Regions from separate parts of the Mus musculus genome. Here regions 2, 3, 4, 5, 6 and 7 are each linked to region 1. A link is a contact called in public HiChIP or PLAC-seq and promoter capture Hi-C data. All regions are on one chromosome and are shown on one strand. The core of a region is the stretch at or near the end of the contact, and the rest is flanking DNA. Distances in the headings are between cores, read along the strand shown.

Evidence for each region. Promoter capture Hi-C pulls out the DNA fragments that hold promoters and counts their contacts. HiChIP or PLAC-seq counts read pairs in DNA pulled down with a chosen protein or histone mark.
Region 2: a contact with region 1 is called in a promoter capture Hi-C map of pre-B cells, with 4 times the contacts expected there. The contact joins the enhancer-like site here to the promoter of Commd9 in region 1. A contact is called at or near these places in 7 of 39 promoter capture datasets (the 3T3-L1 cell line, the C10 cell line, the HPC-7 cell line and 4 more).
Region 3: a promoter capture Hi-C map of the HPC-7 cell line shows a contact between it and region 1, with 2.1 times the contacts expected there. The contact joins the enhancer-like site here to the promoter of Commd9 in region 1. A contact is called at or near these places in 6 of 39 promoter capture datasets (the 3T3-L1 cell line, the HPC-7 cell line, embryonic stem cells and 2 more).
Region 4: a promoter capture Hi-C map of pre-B cells shows a contact between it and region 1, with 4 times the contacts expected there. The contact joins the enhancer-like site here to the promoter of Commd9 in region 1. A contact is called at or near these places in 13 of 39 promoter capture datasets (the 3T3-L1 cell line, 3T3-L1-derived adipocytes, the C10 cell line and 9 more), 1 of 484 Hi-C or Micro-C datasets (ventricular fibroblasts) and 4 of 115 datasets of contacts at active chromatin or transcription factors (embryonic hindbrain, embryonic midbrain, embryonic stem cells and 1 more).
Region 5: a contact with region 1 is called in a promoter capture Hi-C map of neural stem cells. The contact joins the promoter of Slc1a2 here to the promoter of Commd9 in region 1. A contact is called at or near these places in 11 of 39 promoter capture datasets (the 3T3-L1 cell line, 3T3-L1-derived adipocytes, the C10 cell line and 8 more) and 5 of 115 datasets of contacts at active chromatin or transcription factors (embryonic hindbrain, embryonic midbrain, embryonic stem cells and 2 more).
Region 6: a contact with region 1 is called in an H3K4me3 HiChIP or PLAC-seq map of forebrain, with 7 times the contacts expected there. The contact joins the enhancer-like site here to the promoter of Commd9 in region 1. A contact is called at or near these places in 7 of 39 promoter capture datasets (3T3-L1-derived adipocytes, embryonic stem cells, hippocampal neurons and 3 more) and 3 of 115 datasets of contacts at active chromatin or transcription factors (embryonic stem cells, forebrain and large pre-B cells).
Region 7: a contact with region 1 is called in a promoter capture Hi-C map of the 3T3-L1 cell line, with 4 times the contacts expected there. The contact joins the enhancer-like site here to the promoter of Commd9 in region 1. A contact is called at or near these places in 7 of 39 promoter capture datasets (the 3T3-L1 cell line, cranial neural crest, embryonic stem cells and 4 more), 3 of 115 datasets of contacts at active chromatin or transcription factors (embryonic basal ganglia, embryonic forebrain and large pre-B cells) and 1 of 9 other capture datasets (adipose tissue).

The regions. Positions count from the first base shown.
Region 1 is chr2:101,884,287-101,887,758 of GRCm38.p6, reverse strand. Commd9 (COMM domain containing 9) reads right to left here and starts at 1,497. Exons shown (of 6, transcript NM_029635.3): 1 at 1,440-1,497. The coding sequence starts at 1,490.
Region 2 is chr2:102,866,000-102,869,471 of GRCm38.p6, reverse strand. All of the region lies in intron 1 of Cd44 (CD44 antigen), which reads left to right. Among named protein-coding and RNA genes, the nearest start is that of Gm23731, 30 kb to the left of the region's middle. Within about 2 kb of position 1,606, at least 102 of the 459 cell types and tissues checked have an H3K27ac peak or open chromatin away from gene starts, as enhancers often do. A contact at or near this core is called in the HPC-7 cell line and pre-B cells, where this site is marked.
Region 3 is chr2:102,814,180-102,817,651 of GRCm38.p6, reverse strand. Cd44 (CD44 antigen) reads left to right here. Exons shown (of 9, transcript NM_001039151.1): 9 at 3,315-3,472. Among named protein-coding and RNA genes, the nearest start is that of Gm13872, 69 kb to the right of the region's middle. Within about 2 kb of position 1,926, at least 66 of the 459 cell types and tissues checked have an H3K27ac peak or open chromatin away from gene starts, as enhancers often do. A contact at or near this core is called in the HPC-7 cell line, where this site is marked.
Region 4 is chr2:102,673,533-102,677,004 of GRCm38.p6, reverse strand. All of the region lies in intron 1 of Slc1a2 (solute carrier family 1 (glial high affinity glutamate transporter), member 2), which reads right to left. LOC115489466 (a long non-coding RNA gene) reads right to left here. Exons shown (of 2, transcript XR_003953884.1): 2 at 1-3,472. Among named protein-coding and RNA genes, the nearest start is that of Slc1a2, 17 kb to the right of the region's middle. Within about 2 kb of position 1,539, at least 16 of the 459 cell types and tissues checked have an H3K27ac peak or open chromatin away from gene starts, as enhancers often do.
Region 5 is chr2:102,656,768-102,660,239 of GRCm38.p6, reverse strand. It overlaps Slc1a2 (solute carrier family 1 (glial high affinity glutamate transporter), member 2), which reads right to left and starts at 1,551. Exons shown (of 11, transcript NM_001077514.4): 1 at 939-1,551. The coding sequence starts at 955. It overlaps LOC115489466 (a long non-coding RNA gene), which reads right to left and starts at 932. Exons shown (of 2, transcript XR_003953884.1): 1 at 1-932.
Region 6 is chr2:102,588,542-102,592,013 of GRCm38.p6, reverse strand. The region is part of intron 3 of Pamr1 (peptidase domain containing associated with muscle regeneration 1); the gene reads right to left. Among named protein-coding and RNA genes, the nearest start is that of Pamr1, 40 kb to the right of the region's middle. Within about 2 kb of position 1,818, at least 6 of the 459 cell types and tissues checked have an H3K27ac peak or open chromatin away from gene starts, as enhancers often do. A contact at or near this core is called in forebrain, where this site is marked.
Region 7 is chr2:102,506,137-102,509,608 of GRCm38.p6, reverse strand. No RefSeq gene overlaps it. Among named protein-coding and RNA genes, the nearest start is that of Pamr1, 42 kb to the left of the region's middle. Within about 2 kb of position 1,733, at least 27 of the 459 cell types and tissues checked have an H3K27ac peak or open chromatin away from gene starts, as enhancers often do.

The DNA of each region.
Region 1 (3,472 bases), core at 248-2,747:
AGATTTACAAACGTTCTTGAAATGAAAACTAATGATACAAGAATGTTGAAGTGTCAAGGAATTCTGGAGGCCAACTGCAAGTGAGCTTGGCTGTAAGATGTCAACCCAGGGGTCTTACATAGATAGCTATGCCTTGGAGCTTTACTGGATCAATGTAAATACCCCAACTGTGATATTGTTCTGTAGATATCCAGGAAGTCACCATTAAGGAACATGGGACAAAAATCTCTCTGCATTATTTCCCACAACTACAGGAGATATTATAGTTAGCTTTTAATAAAGTGTATTTAAACAATAGAGCAGTGAAAATGAGCTATTGCTACAATCATGACTGGAAGCCAGATGTGAACACTGATATGAAGAAGTGTTCCATTTCTGTGGAGTTCAGAGACTGAGTAATAGTACATGGTGTCCGAAGCTATGCACTGTTGGGAAGGCAAGTGAAGTAAGTAACCAGGGAGGCACTGGGGGTACTGGTGTCTCAGTCTGTGGTCTGGTGTTGGCTACATGAGTGTGTAGTCATTAAGGGAATTACTAATGATTTCAGTATGCTATATGTTATTTTCCAAAACTTACCAAGGAAAAGAAAATGTCCCAAGACAAGCAAGCATGGAAAAGGAATGGCTTAAATCAACCACAAGGAAGAGAAAAAGCTGCTAAGGAGAACTCTTGGATCCTAGTCACAGCTCCACTATACTAAAGCCCTTCATAGCTATTTCTTCGGCACATACTGGGTGCCAGGTCTTGTTCTTGTTGGCATAGGCTTGTGAACAATGAAGTCAAAGTGCTCAGGAGTGGACTGAGCAAATGCACACTAGGAAGATGGATAACGGAAAGGGCATTATATGTGTGACTTATAATGACAGTGTCACGAGGATCATTTCTGATCTTCAACTGGATAAGAGAGAAGAAAGGAAAACAAGAAGAAACAGAAATCATGTTCCTCAGAAGAGAACACAAAGACATCCATGGTGTGTGCACACTAGTAATAAGTCCTAAGAGGGAATGCAAAGCCACCCTTCTAAGGAGTAACTCAAACTTTATGACGTCCCTAGAAGTACTAGGGTGACAAGAAGGAGAGAATTTCCCTGAGAGAGGCGTAAAGACTGGGATGAAATGGGAACTGGTGACTGTCACCCAAGTGCTCCAATCTATAAAACCACTCGTGGTCACTAATTCTTGGGTGTATTTACATCGACTATCTGATTTTTACTTCCACCTTAATATCTGGGCGTGATTAATTTTGTTGCTCCTGTTTAAAAGCTCAGAAAGGCTGAACGATTTTCTCAGGGTCACACAAAGAAGCACTGACGCGCGGCGGGTAGGGTGGGAGTGGGACAATGCTCCAAGTCAGGGCCGGTTTATTCCCAATTCTTGCTTTGCACCAAGTCCCAGACCCTAAGACGGTGGCCGCACGCGTCCCCACCCCTTCAAGATACCTTCAGTAGGCTCTGGAGCGCCACGAAATGCTCTGCTGTCAAGGCCGCCATCTTTCTGGAGTCACGTGACAGCCGGAGCAAGCGGAGCGTGCCTCGTGACCCCTCGCAGGACATGCTGGGAGTTGTAGTTCTTCACCGTGGCTGGCGGGAACGGCGTGCAAAGAACCAGGAAGTCTTCCTCCTGTATGACTAAGCTCAAAGACCAGAGGGCTGAGATACTGAGAGAACTCGGATATAGAATGATTTCCAGGGAACAACTGGCTGGACATCCTAGGTCAGGGAAACTGGTTTTGCCTTTGCCCCTCTGGGTAGGCTGGCTGATCTGGTGAATGCACCTGCAGACTTGGCAGACACCTTGGCAACTTAGATGCCCAGAAGAGATCGGCCTACTCACCATCTGGATTTAAATGAAGCTTTGCCTATTTGAATTCTTGGAATTCACACACACACACACACACACACACACACACACGCTCACATGCCTGCAGTACTCCCTAAAAACAAAACAAAACAAAAAAAACAAAAAACAAAAAACAACGCTTCAAGGCATATAGTTTCTTCTCTGTTTGTGGAGAGATAGGAGCCTTTGTAACTAGCCTTATCCAGACAGTCAAGCTAAGTCACTTAGGGTTCTTAGTAACTTTCCTGTGGTCCAAGAAGAGGTCTGGTTTGAAGGGCAGCTGATTAGGAAAGGGGTTAGAAAGGAAGAAGGCGTGTGAAGATATTGACTATCTTAGCTCTGTGCACCTCCGGCACGGTCTCTTCTGTCTGCATTCTTTCCCTTAAAACTGAGTGTTGAGGGTCATGCAGCAAGACCTGCCAACACCTTCCTCAGAGGCAGACCCTCCAGTCTTCAGAGAGTCTGAAAGTGGCAGTCGCTGGGTCAAAGGCTTAACTACAACCTTGCTATGGGTTGAGTCTGAAATCTGTTTTGCAGGTTCATCCTGTGGTCACTTGGACCCTAGCTTTGTGGGACTGCTGAATGTTAGAACCCTTAGGATCTGGGACCTTGCTAGTGAAGGTCTCTAGTGGCAGGCCTTTGGGGGTTATGCTGCTTCTGGTTCTGGCCTGATTGCATGGTGTCTTGTCTGCTGCTGTGTAAGAAGTCTTGGCTGTACATTATTGCCACCCTGCTCTGCCATGTTGGACTACAACTTCTGAAACCATGAACCAGAATAAATCTTCCTCCTCTAAGTTGTTTCCATCTAGTTCCTGTCACAGTGACACACCAGTAACCAATGCACTTGAGAAATTGAAAGCATAACAACTCAACTGAGCCATCCCAGGCTTTCTGGCTTTGAAATATTGTATAAGTCTTTAGGTGTAGCCTTTCCATGTCTTGATTCAAAGTGGCTGCAGGCTGTGAGCTTCCAGAATGAGGTACTAACTACTGTTTGCCAGCTACTAGGGAAAGCTGACATCCAGATGGGGCAATGATGACAGCCAAAGCAGCCATTTCCCCTGGCACTTGCCCTCTTTGCTGGGTACTGTATCTACTTCAACTGCAAGATGGGGAGTGACTCCAACTTCAAGAACAGGCTTCCAGAACTAAGAAAGAAACAGAAACCTGTGAAGGAAGGATCTGGCTTCCCAAGCTACCTGACTTTAAAGATGTCATTCTTCCTTGAATAAACCCAGCCTGGTGGAGGGTTACCAGTGGATAACAGTTACCAGGGATTCAGGGAATGTGCTAAGAGTATAGACCAATCTGATGCATCCTGTTGTCTGGGAGCAGCTTCAGCAGCTGCTGCAAATGCTACCTCAGACTCCACCACCAGTGTTCCAGATGCTGCTAACCAAACTTATAACCATTAGTCAGAGAACTGTAAGTGCTCAGAACTTGGCAGGAGACGATGTGAAGCGTGCCAGATATCAGCCTGATAAAAAGGTCAAGTAAAAAGCTTCCAAAAATTCTAAACTTGGAAGCTGAGCAGCTGTGTAGGAATAAGGGCAGACATGTTTGTTATAGACTGACCAACACTGAAATCTACCAAATTAAAGTTTACTTTGAATGGATTAATTTGCTTTGTTTG
Region 2 (3,472 bases), core at 357-2,856, 980 kb before region 1:
GGGATAAGGAAGCAGGAGCGTTACCTATCCTGGGGTTAGGAGAAGAAAGTAGTGGTGAAGCTTGCGGGTTCCAGGAGGCCAGTCCAGGTGGGTTTGAATGTCTGCTTCACCATCACAGCTCAGTGATCTCGGGCATGTTTCTATAGTCTCTCCTCTCTGTGCCTCACTTTCTCTATCTGGAAAGTGGTAATTAATATTACCTGCCTCTTAAAGGTGTTTTAAGGAGCAGATTAGTTAGCACTTGTAAAATGCTTGTAAGAGTGCCTGACATCTACACAAGCACTCACTTCTGCTATCGTTCTTGGAGAGTCTGAATGCCTTCATAAATTGCCAGGACTTAAATGACACACAGAGTTCAAGGTTTGGCCCATTTTAATGCAAGAGTGACCCAGAGAGGATGGATGGCTTATCAGCATGATAGTTGATCTTGATGTCTGGGGCACCATCATTGCAATTCCTAAGTGTCCAAATGCCATGAGGGTTAGGATCTGGATTCTGTCTCACGAGATTAAAATAAGCACAAGCGTGTACTTAATATTTTCTGAGAATTTCTTATTGACCCAGCAGCCATTTTCAGATGCTGGCAGTGTGTCAGGCCCCTGGCTAAGGTAGCAAGGTGAAGACTGAGTTTGTCTGTCTTCTTCTGCCCTTGATGGTTCACGCACACACAGAGTCAATTACAGGGACACTTAGCAAATAACCACCACATGTCCACACACTATCCTAAAAGTCACATTGGTTGTTGCACATGGAACATGAGGGGCTTTACTCAAAAGTCACAGCTTGCATTGGGTTCTCTTGCATTTGCATATCCAATCTGCCAGGTGGCCAGCTAGAATTGATTTTCATAAGAAAGAAACTGCCTCTCATCTCCCAACCATTGTCCAAGCCTCTGCCTTTATTTTTAAACCAGGAGTTGACAGCAACCACCTGGGTCAGGAACCGGCAGGTGGCATCTGACTGAAGTCACCTTAGCAGCTCTACCTACAAGAAGCTGATTCAAACATTTCTCTTTTTTTCTCTTTCTTTCTCTCTTTTTCTCTTTCTCTCTCTCTTTCTTTCTTTCTCTTTCTCTCTCTCTTTCTTCCTTTCTTTCCTCCCTCCCTCCCTCTCTCTCTTTCTTTCTTTCTTTCTTTCTTTCTTTCTTTCCTCCTTCCTTCCTTCCTTCCTTCCTTTCTTTCTTTCTTTCTTTCTTTCTTTCTTTCTTTCTTTCTTTCTTTCTCTCTCTCTTTTTTCTTTCCTCCCTCCCTCTCTCTCTTTCTTTCTTCCTTTCTTTCTTTCTTTCTTTCTTTCTTTCTTTCTTTCTTTCTTTCTTTCTTCCTTCTTTCCTTCCTTCCTTCCTTTCTTTCTTTCTTTCTTTCTTTCTTTCTTTCTTTCTTTCTTTCTTTCTTTCTTTCTTTCTTTTCTTATGTATGCTGGAGCAGGGAGAGGCCCTGGAAGGGCTGTCTCTCTGAGTGACAGCTTCCCTTTGTGAAACTGGTCAACTGAAACCTAAGCTGCAAATGTCAGTAAAAATAAGTAGTATTTCAAAGGGACTTTGTGCATTTCCTTCCTCTGTGTGCTGTTGCTTCACCCGCCAAGAACTGCACGAGTGCCTGCAGAGAGCACACTGGGCCCCAGAGATAAGGAATTAACTGCACAAAACCTCCTTTCTTCATTTGTCTGCTTCCAGTGTTTCATGATTTTTTTGTTGTTGGTGGTGGTGGTTTTTGGTTTTTTTTTGTTTTGTTTGTTTGTTTTTATGGTACCTGCTTGCTGAAAACAGAAACCAAAGAAAAGAAGCCAACTGATATTGGCTTACATGCCTTCTTAAGGGTGCCTTCTTTCTTGGTTTTGCATCTGTCTGACGCTGTTCGGAATCTGCTTCCTGCTTTAGAAGCGAGCAGCTGTCACCTGCACAGTTTCAGAATAATGGGCCCACTTTTGTCATCATGAAACAGTTGTTTGGGTGTGGCTCTCCCCTGTTCTAAGCGTGAAGGATCTTCTCAGCACATGGGAAGCTGGTTCAAAACACTGTGGGGTGATTGAAAACACTGAGAGGAGTTCCCACCTCAGCCATCTAAAAGCTGGGGAATTGTGCACGTTGCTTTATTTTCCCCCAGCTTCTGTTTCTTGACATTTAAATATATATACAAAGCTTTTTTTTTTTTTAAGAGTACAGATGACAGAATCCCAAGAGTTCAGGACATCAAGGAACAATTTAGGGAAAAAACCCTCCTCTCCCACTATGATCCACTCTGAAATGAAATGTAGAACAAAGCAGGGTCCAGGTGGAGCATGTGGCTCTAGATAGAAATGGTCACTTCCTTCAGCAACTCCTTTCTTTACCTTGTATTCTCTTGTTGGTAAATGCTGAGCTTTGGAGGGTCCAGAGTCTGGGTTAAAGCCACTTCTTTCTGTCTCAAGACCCAGAGTCAGGCACATTCTCCGTCACTGCTGAGAGAAAATGTCGTGAGGTGACAATTCAGAATATAATTGAACCATCCCTGCCACTATGAGGACAGAGCATTTCATGTAGAAGAGAATTCAGGGCTGTGTTCTCAGGCCTGAGGTGTTCAGAATGGCTGATGGCATTGAGGGAAAATTGTAGTTGGAAGAGAGCCAGCAACTCCCGGGCTAGAGAGGGAGAGAGACTATAGCCAGATCACATTGTTCTTGACCAGAAGGAAGTTTATTCTGGGTGCAGCTGAATGTATAGTGCTAGAAGTGATAAGGCAAGGGGTAACACCAGTTGATTGTGGAAATGTGTATTATGAGCACATTTCCAGTTGATTGTGGAAATGTGCTCATAATACAAGAATAGGTGGGAAACAGAGTGTGGGTATGCATGTGTGTGTATCTCTGTGTGTCTGTGTCTGTGTGTGTGTCTCTGTGTGTAGCTTTCTTAGAAGTTGGCTTGTGTTTCTTTATTACTCTTTTGGATATTATTTTGTCTGTTTCCTATGACTTTATATTAATTTGAAGAATGGGCCTAAAAAAGTCATTATTAACGAAGATACTTTAAGGATGGGGTCCATTATGATATCATACGTCAGATCTGAGGGTCCCTTATAATGTCACATCTCAGATTTAAGCTTGATGTATCTTTGGAAAGCCAAAGTGAATTTTGAAGGCCATGTCAGTAGTGTTGTTTATTTGGATTTTTGTTGTTCTGAGACAAGGTCTTACACTGTAGTTGACCCCGATTCACCATGTAGCCCAGGCTGGTCTTGAACTCAGGTGATCCTCCTGCCTCAGCCTCCCAAGTGTGGGATTTCAACTGTGAGATACTATGTGCTGTTACTTGGTTTTCATGTGTGTGCATGTGTGTGTAGGTTCTCATTTGTGTGCCTGTTCATACAAGCATGTTCAGGCAAGAGAAAAACATTGGCTTTCATTCCTCAGGTGTCATCTACCTTGTTTTTAGACACAAGGCCACTTATTGGGCTGGAACGCACCAAGAAGGCTAAGCTGGTTGGGCTGCGAGCCCATG
Region 3 (3,472 bases), core at 677-3,176, 930 kb before region 1:
CTTCAGAGGTCGAATGACCCTTTCACAGGGGTTGCCTAAGACCATCCTGCATGTTAGATATGGCGATTCATAATAGTAGCAAAATTACATTATGAAGAAATGAAGTAGTAACAGAAATAACTTTATGGTTGGAGGTCACTACAACATGGGGGAACTGTATTAAAGGGTATTATAGTCTTAGGAAGGTTGAGAACAACTGACTTAGAGGAATAGCGTCAATCTGGTCCTGCCTGCGTGAATTGACGTATTTTTGTACTGACAAGCACTTTGCTGTTTTTCATCCTACCTCTCAGCAATCTGGTTGATAAGCAAATGGGACTTAGTTAGGCGAGGCAAGTTTCCTCTAAGAACACAGGCTAGGTCACCTGAGAGTTTGGAATAATACAGGCAGTGTTCGCCTCCAGCTTTTGAGTTATCTTGCCAATGCATAGAGGAAGGCAGGTGGAGTGCTGGGGTTGTTAGCCTGATCTCTGGCAGCTTTAACAAGCAGGCTTTGCCACTCATTCTCAGTAGGCCAGTTAAACAGGTAAGTCGATTCAGAGCAGAGAAAGAAAAGGTAGACAATATGACCATTGGGAAGAGGAACAAAGAAAGATATACCTTGACAATCCTTTCCCCAAATCCAGCTCCAGAGTCCAGACATGAAATATAAATAGAGGATAAGATGTTTGGCAGCTAAGCAATTTCAGTGATGGCAAGACCCCACCTATCATTGACCCAGTATCGTGTGGGCTCCAGGCTGTCTGGCACAGCAGTTGTTAAAGCTGTGGGAAAGATGTGAAATCTTTCTCCCAAAGACAAGGTCCCCTCTGGCTTGCACCAAGATTCAGCTTTGCTTTTCCCAAGTATGATATTAGGAAATTCTAATTTCTTGGTGTCCCTTATTACAATGGTCTGATAGCCCAAAGGAGGGGAATAAAGTTCTCTATAGGATGCCATCATTCCTGTGAGGACAGTTACAGTGACAGCAGCCAAAGAAACCATTCGAGTTCATGTCACATGGCTTCCATTCTATTAACTACAGCCTGCGCTTGAATGCTTGCTATATCCTAGGTTCTCTTCTGATTATCTAAGGCCTTAGTTTGTTCAACCTACAATATTCATAAAAGCAATAAATAGCAACAGTAGACTGTCTATTGAATTCCCACCATCCTGTGAGGCTGACAGTCCTAACAGCCTGATTTCACAAGCACGTAAGCTGAGGCTCAGAGAAGTCAAGTGCATTGCTTCAGGCTACACAGCTGCATTAAGCATTTGAAAGCTCTTTGCCACACACCCTGCTGTCTGTATGGACCTTGTTGGTGGTGTTCCCAGCCCTCATCCACGGTTGAAGTATCTTCCCTTCTACCCTTCCCCACTCACACCTATGCTAAATGATACAGGATCTACTTCCTGTTGAGGCAGTGTATATATATATATATATATATATATTCCCCAAACAAGAGATTAAAGTTTATGGCCTTGGCAGTCTTACAGGGAAGAGCCTATGATCACAAATAATAGACAATTTGTCTCTAGAGTTCAAAATACCCTGCAGCAAAGAGAACCGTTCCAGTTTCATACTGTTTCCAAACCTCCAGCATGGACAGAACCAGGCAGAGCACAGCCACCTAATCTTGAAACTTGAGGGCTGAGTATGGTGGTCTCAGTCATTCTTACTTTTGTCACCTCAAGCAAGCCTTAAAAGTGCCCTGACCCTCATTTCTCAGTGCTGTAAAATGGAAGTGATTGTCACTTTAATGAGGGGTGATAGCAACTTCTTGTGCTTTGCCTAGAGCTAACCATGCATTTAATAAATGTTCATCCATTTCCCCTCATCATAGCTGTGAAGCTGTAAGACTTGGCTTCCATTAGCCTAACCTAACTGCTACAGGCACAACAACAATCAGGTTACAACAAAGAGGAAGCTTTGAATCAGGCTGGGAGGGGCCAGGCAGTGTCATTAGAATCACAAGGACAAGGTCAGAGTCACGCTTTACCATAGAAGCCCTTCTCCTGCCTTAAAATCTTGAATCACATTGCTAAGAAACCTTAAAGTGGCACGAATGGTTTATCTTCTGTTGGTATCAAATGTCTTATTGCAGGACTTTGTGGAAGTTAACCGACCGTGAGGAGAGTCAATATGGCCTCACCCTTCTGGAGCACTGATGCTCTCTTATTCCCCACACAAGCTGCAATAATACTGACAAAGCAACACAGTGTTGACTGAAAGAGGAAGTAGCGGAACTTTCTTGAGTACACAGATCAAAATGATTTACAATCACAGTCCTCATGGTTTATCTGAGGCTGCAGAGTTATAATGCTCCAGAAACAAACATTTGCACTGCACAGGGAAGGAGAGCCGGGGCTCCAGAGTCAGATGAATCAGTGTCTGAATCCTTCCTCTTTCATTGTGTGTTGACTTAGAAAGACTGTTGGATTTTCATGCCCCTGGGAGTTTCTTCAACTCTAAAGGGGCTAGGGTGTAGTAATAGCTTTGGGTTTCTACACTTCTGATTCTCAAAGGCTGGAGCAGACACCTCTGCAGTATGGTGGTTTATTGTTTGGTTGTTTTATTTTTTAAGAAACCAGAGACTGACTTTAGAGCAGCGGTTCTCTATATGTGAGTCTTGACTCCTTTGGGAGGGGGGTTGAATGACTCACATGGGTCACATGTCAGATATCCAACATATACGATATTTACATTACAATTCATAACAGTAACAAAATTACAGTTATGAAGTAGCAATGAAAATAATTTAATAGTTGAGGTCACCTTGACATGGTAGGCTTTTATTAAAGGGTTGCAGCATTAAGAAGATTGGGAACCACTGACCTAGAGCATTATCCATACTAGGCAAGTACTCTACCACTGAGCTATATCCTCAGTCTTCTTTGCCTTCTTTGAGACTGGGTTTCATTGTGTTATCCAGGCTGGTCTGTACTTAATTGTTGTAGTCCAGGAAGGCCTTGAACTTGTGATTTTCCTGTCTCAGCCCCCAGAGTAGCTGCAAATATAGACTGTTAAACTTCAGATTATGGAGCCCAGCTCTTGATATTCCTGATTTCTTCTTCAATAGATTAGATAGATAATTTTCACATCTGAGAAGTTCCCTTTTGATGCTAAACTAAAGAATCTCACTTTAAGAAGTTCTGGAGTCAGGAAGATGAAGTTGAGAAAGCACCATGCTCAGTTCTGGACACATAGGAAGACCACACTAAACTATGGTGATGATCATGATGCTATCCCCAGCAGTACTGGTCATGATAACGATTGTTGGTTGGTTGATTGACTTCTGCACCCTTTCTCATATGATGTTTTTAAAACTTATCAGGTGTGGGCAGAAGAAAAAGCTGGTGATCAACGGTGGCAATGGGACGGTGGAAGACAGGAAACCCAGTGAGCTCAACGGGGAGGCCAGCAAGTCTCAGGAAATGGTGCATTTGGTGAACAAGGAACCATCAGAGACCCCGGACCAGTGTATGACAGCTG
Region 4 (3,472 bases), core at 290-2,789, 790 kb before region 1:
AGGCTACAGGTAACCAGAGAGTTATGGTTCCAAGAACAATGACAGTTACCATTACTGGGAGATGTCCACCTCCCGGGCACTGGGCCTAGAGTCCTTCACATATACCTTCTATGCCAAACCCTGCTGAGTAGGTGGCATTGCTCCTACTTAAAACTAAAAATGACACCCAGCCTTAAAGAGGCTCATTAATTTTCCTGAAGTCTTAAGCTAATGAGTGAAGAGACAGGAAGTTTTTCTTGGGTTTAAGTAGGGATTCAAACTTCCTCATAACTGTGTGCAATGCTGGCTCCTAGGAGCTCTTTTATGCAAAGTATTTCATCTTCGACTACTCTAGCATACAGTTAAGCAGCAGGCGTTCTCGGGGTCTCTTCTCATCTTTTAGCTTGTTTACGGTCACCATGAGGGGGACTGCGTATAAGCTTGGTCCTGCAAGGCTCCCTGAAATGGAGCCATGAACTGTGGGATACAGAGCAAAATAACAAGTTGGGAGCCACTTGTTATTCAAAGGCCCAGCCAAACACTACAGCACATGCCGGTGAAGCTGGCTGGCTCTCCTTCTCTGGTCCTTTCTGTTTGTTCCCAAGTAATCTGAGATGCTCTTGATGGAGAAATCTGAAGTTCTTATGATAAAGACTCCTCTAACAAGCTTTCTCTCCGGAGGCTCTCGCTCATTTACCCATTCAACAAACACCCTGTGAGCCAGTAGCAAAAGGATCCCAAGCCTTCACTTAAAATGCCTCCAGTGAGACATTAAAACTACATCTGGGGGCAGAACAGTGACTTTCCTGCTTTCAGAATGTGAGCAAGTCACCCCCCTCACTGGTTTGCCTCCGTAGCTTAGCCACAGGCAGAGGGGAAAGCCCTTTAGAGGACATATGGACGCTGACTCCTAAGGGAGAGTATCCTTTAACTAAAACAGGGTTTCCATGCCTACTTTAATCTTGTTGCCAACTGGCTTGAAACACAAGTTAGCCCTCTGGGGTGCCTAGTTAGTCATTTTGAAAAGAATATCTGTTTTTGTGCCTTCATTCTTGAACTATTTATTCTGGGGCGCCTCCAAGCTTTCAAATGTTCTCTTTATTTCCTCAAGTACCTTTCCGTTCAGCCTTAGAGCCAACTCCAGATCTATCATACAATCGCCCCTTCGCCTTAAACCAGTTTGTCAATAACCCAGACAGAAACATTTTACACGTACCTGAATCTGGAATCAAGGCTCCTTCTTGCACTTGGCTGAGGAGAATCCAGGAGCACAACGTGAGAGAGAGGATCTAGGGCCAAAATGGGTAACAAGAACCAAGACTGCCAAATTCCTCCCAGCAAAAGGTAGTCCCCGAAGAACTCTGGATCTCTGGCTGATTTGACAACTCAGGGTAACTTGGAATGTTTGAAAATCAAAGTATCAGGCCTTTCCTTCTTTAAAATCCAGGGGTCAGCTGGTGCTGGACTGGGAAAGAGCCATTCACCCTCTGGCTCTTGCTTTAGAGTGGCAGGAAAATCCCATTGCCCGGCCTGTGGTCATCAGCCCCACAGCGCCCCCTGCTGGGAGAAATGGTTGGGCCTGTTTGTCAAACAATGGTGGATGGCCTGGACAGTGGTTTGGTGGATGGCCTGGACAGTGGTTTGACTAGAAATGCATGATGAGTCTCCCGAAGGAGGAAGATAGTACGTGGGTGCATGCCTGGTTCTCGGGACTTACAATGGCCTCTGTGTCAGAGGAAACTACAAAATGTAGAATTTATACTTTGATTTTATTTTCATTTCAGAACCTGCAGACTTGGATTTGAATCTGGCAGGCTTTTAGTATTCGTGCACCCTACTAGCCATGAGGGAAGCCGCAGCTAAGGACTTCCCTAGGAGGCTCAGATGCTGGCTGTTTGTCCTGCCGACGGTTCCTGGAATGGTTTTCACCCTCTTATCCCAAGAGAACGAAACAAATACCCCCAAACACAGCCAAGCACCAGGAAAGTAAAGAAGTCCATGTCAGAGGGGAAATGTGTGTGTGTGTGTGTGTGTGTGTGTGTGTGTGTGTGTGTGTAAAGCATTCTCCTTTGGATTAGCAGCAAACACACATACTTAAAGATGTCATTTCTCTACCTGCAGGAAGTCACAGTAAGGGGACTCCACTGGGAATGATTAAATGTTCTAAGAAGCTCTGTAGTAATCAAAAGCAACAATTTAGCCACAGAACCGGCAGCTTCTGGTAACTGTTCTTCTTCTAAATCAGTTTTATAAGCAGTTAAACTGTCAAGCCCCAGGTTTTATTCACTGATGCAATTTAAATACCAACTTTGACTCAGAGCCCTTCTTTGTATCTGAATGCCTAATTCATTCCAGCTTCTTGCTTCCCTTTGCAAAGAACAAGGAAAAAGAAAAGACACAGTTCTGAAGGGAGACAGACAGTCTCAGGAAAGGCGAGGGCTCAGTGATGTTCATCTGACCAGAATCCACTGTGTTCTGAAAGAAGTGCAGAGAGAGGAATTTGTAGTCTTTCCCAGGCAGTAGAGCAGGGACACAGGTGAACATGGCAAATCTATTTTTGGCTTCAGGAGATGAGCTGTTGCCCAAAGGGTGGCTTTGTAACCTACTTGAACCCTGCTAACTCTTAGCAATAAGAAGGCTGGTTATTGACTGCTGGGCAGGGATATATCATTGACCACCAGCACCATATGAAGATGATCACCTCCTAAGGAGCAAAAAGACACATTTTCCCAATCCTGGCCTTTTCACTGGCTTAAGCCTATTTCTTCTCCCCCACTCCACGCCCTTCTGAGTTTCTTTCCCAAAGTAGACAATTCAATTACACCAGCATTCCCTGGGATGGAGATAATAAGAGGAAGTGAAAATAAATTAAGCTAGTCCCGATCCTCGGAGAGATCTGAAAGACAGTAAGCAGGCAGACTAGAAAACACTTAGCACTATCTGATCTAATGATGTGCTGAGAGAGGCCTGAACAAAGCACATCAGAACAGCCCCCCAGGAAGAAGCCCATCGCAGTAGTCACCCTCTTAAGAATCTACCCCGGCTTCCCTCACACGGATAGGACCATCTATTCAGTTATGGGTGAATGTTAAGTGCACCGTGTTAATCCTAACAGAGGACTTTGCAAAAATCAACTAGTCCTCAAATATTCTTACCACCCGTGAGAGCCATAGAAAGAAGAGAATAAATAATCAAGATATTTGAAAGCTGTAATTGCTGCCACGAAGGAAGAAAATAAGAAGACTGGGGTAGAATTGAGAAAGGGAGACCAGAAAGCCCCTTCTAGGGAGTGGCATTGAAGCTGATCATCAGAGAATGCTCTAGAAGGCACTAACTAGCTGTCGATGGTAGGAGAACAATGGAAATAAATGGTCTTAGAAGGAAAATGGGTAAGCAAGATGCAGGCATGGCTTGGGAAAATCTGAAAGGTTGGAAGCTATGCAGTCTCCAAGAAAGCAACAGCTGCTGCCTGGGCTAAAGCCATACCTGTGGC
Region 5 (3,472 bases), core at 302-2,801, 770 kb before region 1:
CGAGTATACAGTCCCGAGAAGACCCTCATACTTGCTTTTGAGGTCACATGTAGGTTCACCGATCTCTCCAAAGCAGCTAGTGCCATTTGTGAAGTAGCCCAAAAGCTGGGGTCCCTAGTTATTATTTTTATTCTGTTCTAGGCTCCGGGAAGCCTGAGAAGTGCATTTGGGAGACAGGACCAGGATACCTTGGAATGAGTATTCAAGGGACTTGTGCATCCCCCATACTCTCCCCTTGCTAAATACAGTTGTCCTACCACAGAAATGATCATCATGCCAACTGCAGCCTCAAGAGGCGAGGGGCGCCTCCAAGGCCACAGGCAAAATAAAAATGCCAGTGATAGTCCAGATAGTTTGGAAACTCTTGCTCCAAGCTACAGGTTTCCTTCCCTCCTCTCGGGAAGCACCCAAATCTCTTCCACTCTTCCTTGCAGCTCGCCAGGGAAATTCTAATATCCAAAGGCAAAGACCTCTTGGGCTGGGGTCTTGCCATCATCACCCCACACACACACACACACACACACACACACACACACACACACACACCCGTGCGCGCCCAAAGCTAGCATTCAAGGCTGTGCGCTTCTCTTCGCCCCGCCCCGGCTCTGATCCTGGCTCATTCATTCCAACTGGTCCCCTCCTTGCAGCCCAGGCAGTGTTTCCTGCAGGCTCCGTGGACAATTCTTTATTGTCTTTAAATCTCTGAAGTAACCTCCACGGTTTCTTTTCACACTTTTTCACCCCTTTCCGTTAAATCCTCCCGGTCCTCAAAAGACAGCTAGTCTACCAAAGAAACCAGACCCCTTTCCCACCACCTCCAGCGCTCTGCTAGGGTTTCAGGGGTCCAGGGTCACAGTTCTCTGTCCCCATCTGGGATAGGGCAGCACCACCCCGCGCGCGGCTCCCTCTTCCCCATGGGCACCCAGAAAAGCTCTCACCCCTCTGTTGATGCCATGGCGTGGGGAACGCCCCCTCCTCCCGGGCACGGTCTGGAGACGGTGGCGGCGAGCTGGGTGAGCCCGGAGTGCGGCGGAGAGCGGTATTTAACGGGCAGCCTCTCTCCGCCCTCGCACCCCCCTCCTGGGTAAGCCCTTTAGCGCCTCGGCGCGCGCGGGAGGCTGCTGCGGGCGCTAATCCACGTCCCGGCTTTCCACCGCGCGCGGTCCCGTGAGCGGCTCGCGGCCAGCGCTCCGAGGGGCGCTGCGGGGATCCTGCACCGGCTGCTGCGAGGTCGCGCTGGCCGCAGGGCTGCAGGAACACACTCCCCGCTTCCCAGCAGCCACCTGTGTGTGTGCGTGTCTGTGTGCTTCGCCGCGGGGCAGACCGGTACCAGGAGTGGCCGGCACCGAGCGGGATGGGGAAGACCGGGAGTGCGAGTGCGGGGGAGTGTGTGCGTGCGTGCGCGTGTGCTGGTGTGTGCGCGCCGGGGGAGGCGGTAGAGGCCGCTGCGCCCTGGCTCGGCGCCGGCCGAAGAGGGATTGCAAGGTTTAGCCCAGCCGGAGCTGGGGATTTGCAGGCGATCCCTCTCTATTTTTGTCCAGAGCTGACATCACCCGCGCCGCAGCCTGGGGCGACTTCTTTAACTGTCGCCCCTGCCCCCCATCTTTAGACGTTGTCCCTTTTCTGTTGTCCCTCCCCCACCAGCCTCCAGTCATAAATTAGAAAAAAAAAAAAAAAAAAAAAAAGGCACCGCCGGTAGTCCGGGAAGGCTTTGGAAAGCCAGTGGCAGGATCCCAGGGTCTAAGGAGTCGCTATTGTTTCCTCTCGAGTCTGAGTGGCCCTGGGTCACCCTGTGCTGGGCCAAGCGCTGAGACCCGGGATGCCCCTCCGTCCCCAATCCTTGGAGAAGCCTTGGCACTCCCCATCACTCCCTGGACATCTGCTCGGGCTCACATCACACAGGCCGGCACACCCACCCACATCCTACCACTTCTGAGAGTAGAAGTCCCACTGAATCTGAGCTGCAGAAACACTCAGGTGACCGGAAGGAAACGCGACCCAGCTGCGGGTCCTTCTTTACCCGGGCCCGAATAAATCCCGGACATTCAATCATTCGTCTAGATTAATATTAATGTGGTTCCCCGAGGGCGAGCAGGGTGTGAGGGATGCCATAATTTCTCTCTCTCTCTCTCCCTCTCTCTCTCTCTCTCTCTCTCTCTCTCTCTCTCTCTCTCTCTCTCTCACACACACACACACACACACACACACACACACACACACACACACACGCCAGGGCCAAGGGCTGGAGACGCATCTCCTTCACCCACCCAGGGCTCAGTTCTCAGCAGGCCTCTGAGCGTGGGGGGAGGCGTGCAAAGACAGATGGGCTTCTGCCTTCTGCGAGGGAGAGTCCAAGCCTCCTGCCCAGCTTTGCATAATAATGACAAGTTCTGCTCAGCTTTTATTATCTCGAGGACTGGGACACACCAGACACCTACAGGTCCTCCACCTGCTGACCCCGTGGCCACCTAAAAGGCAAAACCTTCTTTTCCTCTGCTGGACATTGGGACTCAAACCTATCACCTCTGCAGGGCCCAGATAAGAATTAAACAGACTCTACTGAGAGGTTTAAAAGTGTAAACAAAGATGTCAAAAGGTGTGAGCAGGTCACTTGGGACCTGCTAGGCTCCTCTGAGCAGCATCTCAGAACTCCAGCATTCTAGTTTCTTTTCTCCTTCTTTTCCCCTCCAGGATTCTAGCCCAGAGGCTTTCTCATCCATGCTCCACATCTTCGCTTCTTTGCATGCGTGGCAAACTGGAGGGGTCACCTTCGTTCTCAATAAGTAACTGAATGAACTGCATTCAAAACCTGTTCTGTTAAACCAGCTGTGGTGCTGTATGCTTGGAATGCCGGTGCCTAGCAGGCTGGGGTAGGATGTTCTCATGTTTGAGACAGGTGTGGGCTACAGAGTAAGCTCATGCTTCAGAAACCAAAAGAAGAAAAAGAAAGTTCCGTTAACTTTAGGGGATCTTTGGAGGGTTGTTTCCTGGGCAAAGGAAGACTAGGCACATGAAAGAAACGAGGAGAAGAATGTGGGGTGGGGTTAGCCAAGGTTAGCTCTCCTGTCCTGTTTTTGTTTGCTTGTTTTGTTTTTTGTTTTTATTTTTGTTTTGGAGATTTTTGTGTTTTTTGTTTTTTGTTTGTCTGTTTGTTTGTTTGTTTGTTTGTTCTTGTCTGCCAATTACGTTGACCAGCTCTGTGTTCCCTTCAGCTTAAGGAACCTGACTCTGATTTGGAGAGATGGCCCTTGAAGAGGCTCTTGGTTAGATTCTTAGCACCCACTTGGCAGCTCATACCTGTCTCTGCCACCCCCTTTCCAGGCTATCTGACACCTTCTTCTGACCTCCACAGGTTCCTGCATGTGCATTGCTCCCAGTGCACAGACACGAAATACAAAAATTAAAATTAAAAAGGGTTTTGATAAATCAGAAATAAAATCTTTAATTATCCCTTCATGCTTGGGCTTTTAAC
Region 6 (3,472 bases), core at 569-3,068, 700 kb before region 1:
AGAGCAGTGCTCGCACTGTGGAGAGAGGCAGAACTGGAGATGCAATGACAGAGGCAGGTATGAAAGAGGGCTGGGGTTGACAGTGGATCAGGTTGTTGCCCATGAAGTGGCAGGATGGCAAGAAGCAGCCTGGGGCTCACACAGATGCAGCTCCGCCCTAGAGCATACCACCCAGCTGCAGGATCTCCCTGGCTCTAGGCAATGATGGAGACCGAAGGTGAACAATGGTTCACTTTCTGGATTAGACCTCCTCCAAGGGTCACCATAGTCCATGATGCTGCTGAAGCCTACATGTGGGTCCTACCACCAGGGGCTGTGTCTATGGTCTATGCTGTCACCAGAAAACACAAGGAAGCCCATGATCTGAGCTCCAGATCAAAGAGCAAGGAAGCTACTTTGGCAGTGATGTTGGTGGCTGCAGGCACTCAGTTGAAAAAGAGGAAGATGGAAGGCTTCTGGGATACCCCCTACTCAGGCCCCAACCCCCTCCCTGAAAAGTAACAGCCTAAAAAGGAAGCCACCAAGAGAACTCTTTAAAGTGTGACAAGGATGCTGGAGAATTGCTCCCACAATCGATGGCTTCTGGTTGAGGTGCAGGCAGAAAGGTCTCAGTTTTCTTTAGAGAGTAGGCTGCTGGGAGTTTGATCATGTTCCAGTAAGTCTACGGACAACACAAATTAGACTTGTTCTTTGTTGCTGTTGTTGTTGGGGAGTCACAGTGGGGTACAGATATGGAAGGAATGGGAAGTGAGTGTGATTGCGGACTATGATGTGAAATTCTCAAAGAGTCAATAAAGAGAAGCCAACTCTGCAGTCTAAAGAGCTCTGATATCAGCCTTGCTCTTGACTTTAGACACCAGCACCTCAAATCGCAAGCACTTAGTCACAGCCCTGAGTGCCACCATTGAAAGAAACTCAGAGTCACAGAGAAGTTGCTGGTTTGAGGACCTGGGAAAGAAGTACAGGTGAACTCAAAATGCTTATGAGGAGTGAAAAGGAGGAGGGAGGGGTGCTCAAAACCAGTGTGACGGTGGTTTTTAAAGTCTTCACTGGCCAAATCTGAGGTTCAGAAAGAAAAATTAGGCATCATGAAATACAGCTGTCATTCCAACACTTGGAAGGATGAAGCAGAAAGACAGAGGCCTCCAGGCCACAGTGGGCTACATCCTGAGACCCTGTCTCTCAAGAGGAAAACACAGGAAGGAGAGATTATGCTAACATCATAAAACACAAAATATTAACATTTGTAGTATTAAAAAGAGAAAGAATGTTACGTTTTGTAAAGTGATAATTGGTGAATCCAAGTAGACAGCATGGACACAGAGAGTTCTTTCAACCCTGTAGACTTGAAATTATTTTAACTGAAACATTGAGAAAGTACAAAGAAATAGATCTTTCTTTTAGTAATATAGCACCCATGGCTCCCAGCACAGATAGTTTTGAGACCATCAAACTATCTGTCCTAATGCAGAAAGATGAAAATGATCCAAGTCTCTGGGTTCTAGACTTAGGCATGCAGGTACTCTCCTGGAGACTAGAATCTCATAACCATGGATGAAACGATCACATACTGACTGTTACGACTGTAAGGAGGTGCCAATATCATCAAAAGTACAGACAGTAACAAATTAAGGTGCTGTTCTGTCTCTCTAGTTCCAAATGTCTGAGCCTCTCAGTGTTGACCTGCCTTCCCCCTTTCCTGCTAAGATTCTACATGTTACTCAGGAAGGGAAATGGAAAGTTTCCCTACAGGAAAGAAGCCCTCCTCCTTCAGGAGAAAGGACAGGCAGGAAAGGATTGTTTGAGCGCCATCTACTGGGAAAATAGTGGTACAGCCTTGCAGCACCTGTATTGTGCCCCAGCTAGAATAGGACCACCCAAGTATGGTATCCCCTCTTCACCTTCACAGAAGGCAGTATAATGGCCAACTCCAGATAAGCATTCAGCAGACAGACAAATGCATTGCTTCTTCCCCTGAATTTGCTTTGAATTTACATAGGCAACAAGTACCTAAGAACATGAAACTGCTGTCGTCTTGGGTTTGACCTTGTTTCCACAGATGGACTTCATTCTCCTTGAGGGTTCATTGTAATCCGTGATGACCAGACTGGGCTTCCATAAGAAATGCACCATTTGTACTTGCGGCTGTGATGGCATACACTGTGTGGAATGAGGCTTTCAAAACAGGCAGAATGCAATCAGAGCCTCCCATGTGTCCCAGACAGAATGGGATGCAGAGAGGAATCTGGCCCTTCTTCTGTTTGTTTACTTCACGGAATGGACTGCTCTCCAGGTTTGTTTTTACTTGGTCTTGTTGTTTTTATCTTCCTTTGCTGAATGGCAGGCTCTACCATGAAAGAGACCGGCTGCCTGCTTGTCGTTATGTGTCCAGCACCTGGGGTGCATTCCTTTGAATGAATGTACCATCTGATAAATAATACCACAAACTTCCTACTTATCCTGTCTAATGGGATCGGTATCTTCTCTGAGCTAACTCTGTTGTCCTGAAGAAAGCTCGACTTTTAGAGTGGTGCCTTTGGCAACCCAACAAGTCAGACTCTGCAGCCAGCTTTTATACTGAAGCTCAACCCAGCACACAACTGACAGAGACTTTAGGAAAGCCATGCATGGGATATCTCTGGCTACCTGCTATTCAGACGAACTTGAGGTCCCTCGCTATACTTCTAGCGTGTCAATGAGTGGTATCTTGCTCTTTAAGCTCCTCTCATCACTTGCTCTTTCCTCTCACCTAGCCACTGAAGTAGCATTCCTAGCTATGACCTTTGCACACGGCACTGGCTCCACTTCAATGAGCCTTTGATATATTGCTAGAATTACCTGTCAGGTGTCACTTTTCTGGCCTTCTGGGTTAGTTTTTGTCAGCTTGACACAAACTGAAATCAGTTCTCCTAACTTTGCAACAGACAGAGACCACTGCAAAAAATCACAGCTAACCAGAATGTAGTTCCAATAGATAAATTTACAGAATATTTCTGTACCTAAAACTCAGGAACATTATAGAGGAGGGGGCAGAAAGATCATAAATGCAAGAAGATCAGGGAGTTTGTTTGGAAATTGTGTCTCCTAGCAATATCAGAAGCTACTATTAAGTCCCATGCACGACTGCACGAGCTGAGTGAGGATGACATCAGTGGACTGGATGCCAAACTGGATGAAGAAAGGTCCACAAGGCTCAGCCATACACAAGGAACTCTAAAAAACAGAGGAATGCCAGGAATGGAGGAGGTGCTCGTCCCCAGGGAAGAGCACACCAATTAGTTGTTCAAGGCCAAATGGTCATCCCTGAAAATATACATATCATTATGTATATATAACATTATCCAGACTGAAGAGGTTATATTTAGGAATTAGATGTGTGTGTGTGTGTGTGTGTGTGTGTACATACATGCTTATGAATCTCATGTGTATGGATATCAGAGCAGCTTGAATGTCATTTCTCAGATATTTTCTA
Region 7 (3,472 bases), core at 484-2,983, 620 kb before region 1:
CAAGAAAGAACATGCGATAAAGGAGTCTTCGCTAACAACACACATGTATTGGTTCACCTTACATTGCCTAGCTGAGGTCTGTTTGCTGTGACTCCACAGAGAGAAACTCCCCAAAGAACTAGTAAGGCAGCTTCTTGCCGCTTTCTTACGCTCAGGCTGCTTGGCAGAGTGATGTCAACTGATACAGACGCATGTGAAGTTTTGCGAAGACAGACTCGCTTGCTGAGCCTAGACACATGGTGAGGTAAGACCTGGGAGGACACATGATGTTTGGAGGGAATATAATTAGGATTCAATGGACAGTGACAGAGGCTTGTATAGCTAGCTTTGCCACTCTTCTTGGTTCTGCATCTTGGCTGATCTACACAGAAAGGCACAGAAGAGAACTTCTCCTGATCGCCGACTCATGGTGATTAGGCTGAGGCTTGGCTGTTTCTGCTAGGTGCTGATGCATGTTTGCTATTCTGACACTACTGAACTAAACTGTTCATTCATGAAGTACTTGAGAGTGGATCAAGCTGCTGCTGCTGATTCCTGTGAACTGAACTGCTGATTTCCTGACAATGCAGATAGGATTTGCTCCAAAGAACAATTTCTAAACAGGTCCATTTCCCCCATATCCTAATAACCTTTCTTTTCCATTACCTCTGGTGGGTGATGGGCTAGAAGGGAGGTTAAAGCATTTAAGAACCCATATTAAAAATAGGATTGAAAAATCTAAGCCTACAAGAACACATACTCTACTCCATGGAATGAAATGGATGCCCAGCTCCAGAATTAAAAATAGATAAATAAATCAATTAAGATCTGTAAACTAAACTGTAATCTTGTCCTTTAAGGAGGTAAAATGTTAACACTACCAGGGCTTTCTATGCATAATCTATGCTTTGATGCCTACTTCTCCTTGGTCTGAAACCCAGTCTCGCTCTCTTTGTCCAGAGGACAGTTCCTCACCTAACTCTCTGAACTCTTTCCTGATCTAAATGAAGTAGAGCCTCACACGCCTGCTCCTGGCTCTGAGACAGAACCACTCTTTGCATCTTGACCCAGTACAGTTCCTACACTCTTCCCTTCATTGGGAGTGGTTTACATACACTGAAGTTAGGGGGAAAGCACACATGAGTCAGGGCCCAGGACCTGCTTTCTAACTGGCCTGAGCAGGATGGAACAAGGAGTGTCCACCTTGCCTGCAGATGGTAGAAAGAGAAGGGAGAAGCCATCACAGCACCAGCCAAACCACATTCCCCCACCCCAGTTTACCAGCTAATAAATCTGACGTGGTGATCCTTGCCTGCTGCCTCAGTATTTCCCATCTGGTCCCTCTATTACCATGCACACTCCCTGAGAGCAGGGATCTTTGTTTAGTTCACCCCTGCAGCACACATGTCTGGATCAGAACTTGGCACATAGAACATTCTCTGTAATTATAAGTTTATTAAGTTAACAAACCCACAGGGGCAAAGACAGGATTAACACTTCAGAAAACTCTCCATCATCCCCTGCAGACAATTGTGCCTCTTCCCTCTTTACACTCTCTTCGCACCCCATCATAGCACTTAACACTCCTAGTTGCCTGATGAAATCTAGTGCTCCTGGTTGACTTCTCAAAGACCAGGCATTCTGTCTGTCCTATTCTTGTTCCCCCAAATGCCAAGCAGCATGGGGATTCAGCGCTAGAAAGTGCTTCAAAAGGACGGCTGTGAATGAGAACGAAAAGGAATGTAATAACATCACGTGCCAACAATCTTCTTTTATTGCTCATGCTAGAGATTCTTTTGTTTTCAAGTTGGAGCACAGGGCAAATGAATCACCCTCAAGCTTTTTTCCAGAACTCTGAAGAAAAAGAATGGAAAAACAAGATAAGCCAAGAGGCAAAGCCCACTGGGCAGATGCTGACAGAGACTCTTGGTTCTTCAGCATCTGTTCTTGAACTCAAAGAAGATATGTGACTCAAGAGGAATGGTTTGCTAAAAATTACCAAGAGGGAGGGCTCAGAAGAGAAAGAAAGCATGAAGAAAAACACTATTGATACTTTAAAGAGTTATAGGAGGACAGCTACATGCGGCTTTGGTAAACACCTACCGACATCCTAATTCCACCCCTCATCCTATTGTGTTTGGTAGATATCACTAATCAATCAGTGTCCTTTAAGATTCAAAGACCTTGATAGGTCCTGGTGGCACATGCCTTTACTCCCAGCAAGTTTCAGGACAGCCAGCGCTGCACAGAGAAACCCTGTCTAGGGGAAAGAAAGATTCAAAGATCTTTCCAGAAGCATAGGAAAGCTATGCTCTTCCTAGTCTGGATCCAGTATTCTTAAACATCAGACTTCTCTGAGAAGCTCCTTACAGCTTCAAGTGACTGCTGTAGGTCCCAGGAAGTCTCTTTAGAGCACAGTGAATGCCTGAAACTCTCCATGTGAGGAGTTTGGGGTGGGGGGTCTTTATCCTCTTAGCTTCAGTACTTAGAAGCCTGTAAATTACTTGGGGATATAGCTTAGTAGGTGCTGTGCTACCTGGCATGTATAGAGCCCTGGGTTTACTCTCCAGTATGAGGAATACAAGATAACAGAATGCATAAATTAAGCTAATGACACCAGGTTAGCAAGAGAAACGGCACGCTTAATTATGGTTACTGAAGTTCACAATGAAATGCAACTCAAGGAGGTGGTGATTGGAATTTGACATCTGCCATTTTAACCAGAGATCTGAGAGAAAGGACTCTTGATGGAAAAGCACAAGACTTGGGTGGAGATGACAGATGAGCACATAGAAGAACAGATGGGAGACACAGTAGATCTTTGACAATGTCTATCAAGTGTTTGGGTGTGGCTCTGACCTTTCATCACCAGTGACAGGAGTTGGCACTCCCAGTTTGCTCCCAATTTGACCTATGGCAGCCAAATTCTATGGTAAGGCTCTGCTCCTAGGCAGAGGAAAGCTTTCAAGAATTAAATGTCTTCAGCTCTGAAGAGCTTTTATTTTACAGTGTGTATTCTGTAATCCTTCAAATATTTTGTTTCTGGCATTGCATCTCAGGCAGGTGTACAGGGATGATAAAAAGCAGAACAAATTTCCATTTGTTTTATTATTGTTTTTAAGTGCTCTGTAGACAACACACTCCCTCACTGCTGGAAATAAAGAAAAAGGAGTGGATGCCATTGTGCAAGGAAGAAGGGAACCTTGGTTACCCACGCCCAGCTTCACGCACTCATGCAGAGCATGCAATGCCAGAATTAGAAGGACTACAAGGAGCACAGATAATAATGAAAGGTCACTTTAAAAAGCTTCTACTACTGTAGAGACTGCCTAAAATATATACGTATATGAAAGGAATCTAAATGGAGTCACCAAATAACAGGGACGACAACTCAACTAGACACCTATGCCACCAAGTAAAACCTGGAGTGCCAAAAACCCAGTAAAACCTGGAGTGCCAGAAACCCGCTACAGCTTTCATCACTGACCAAAGG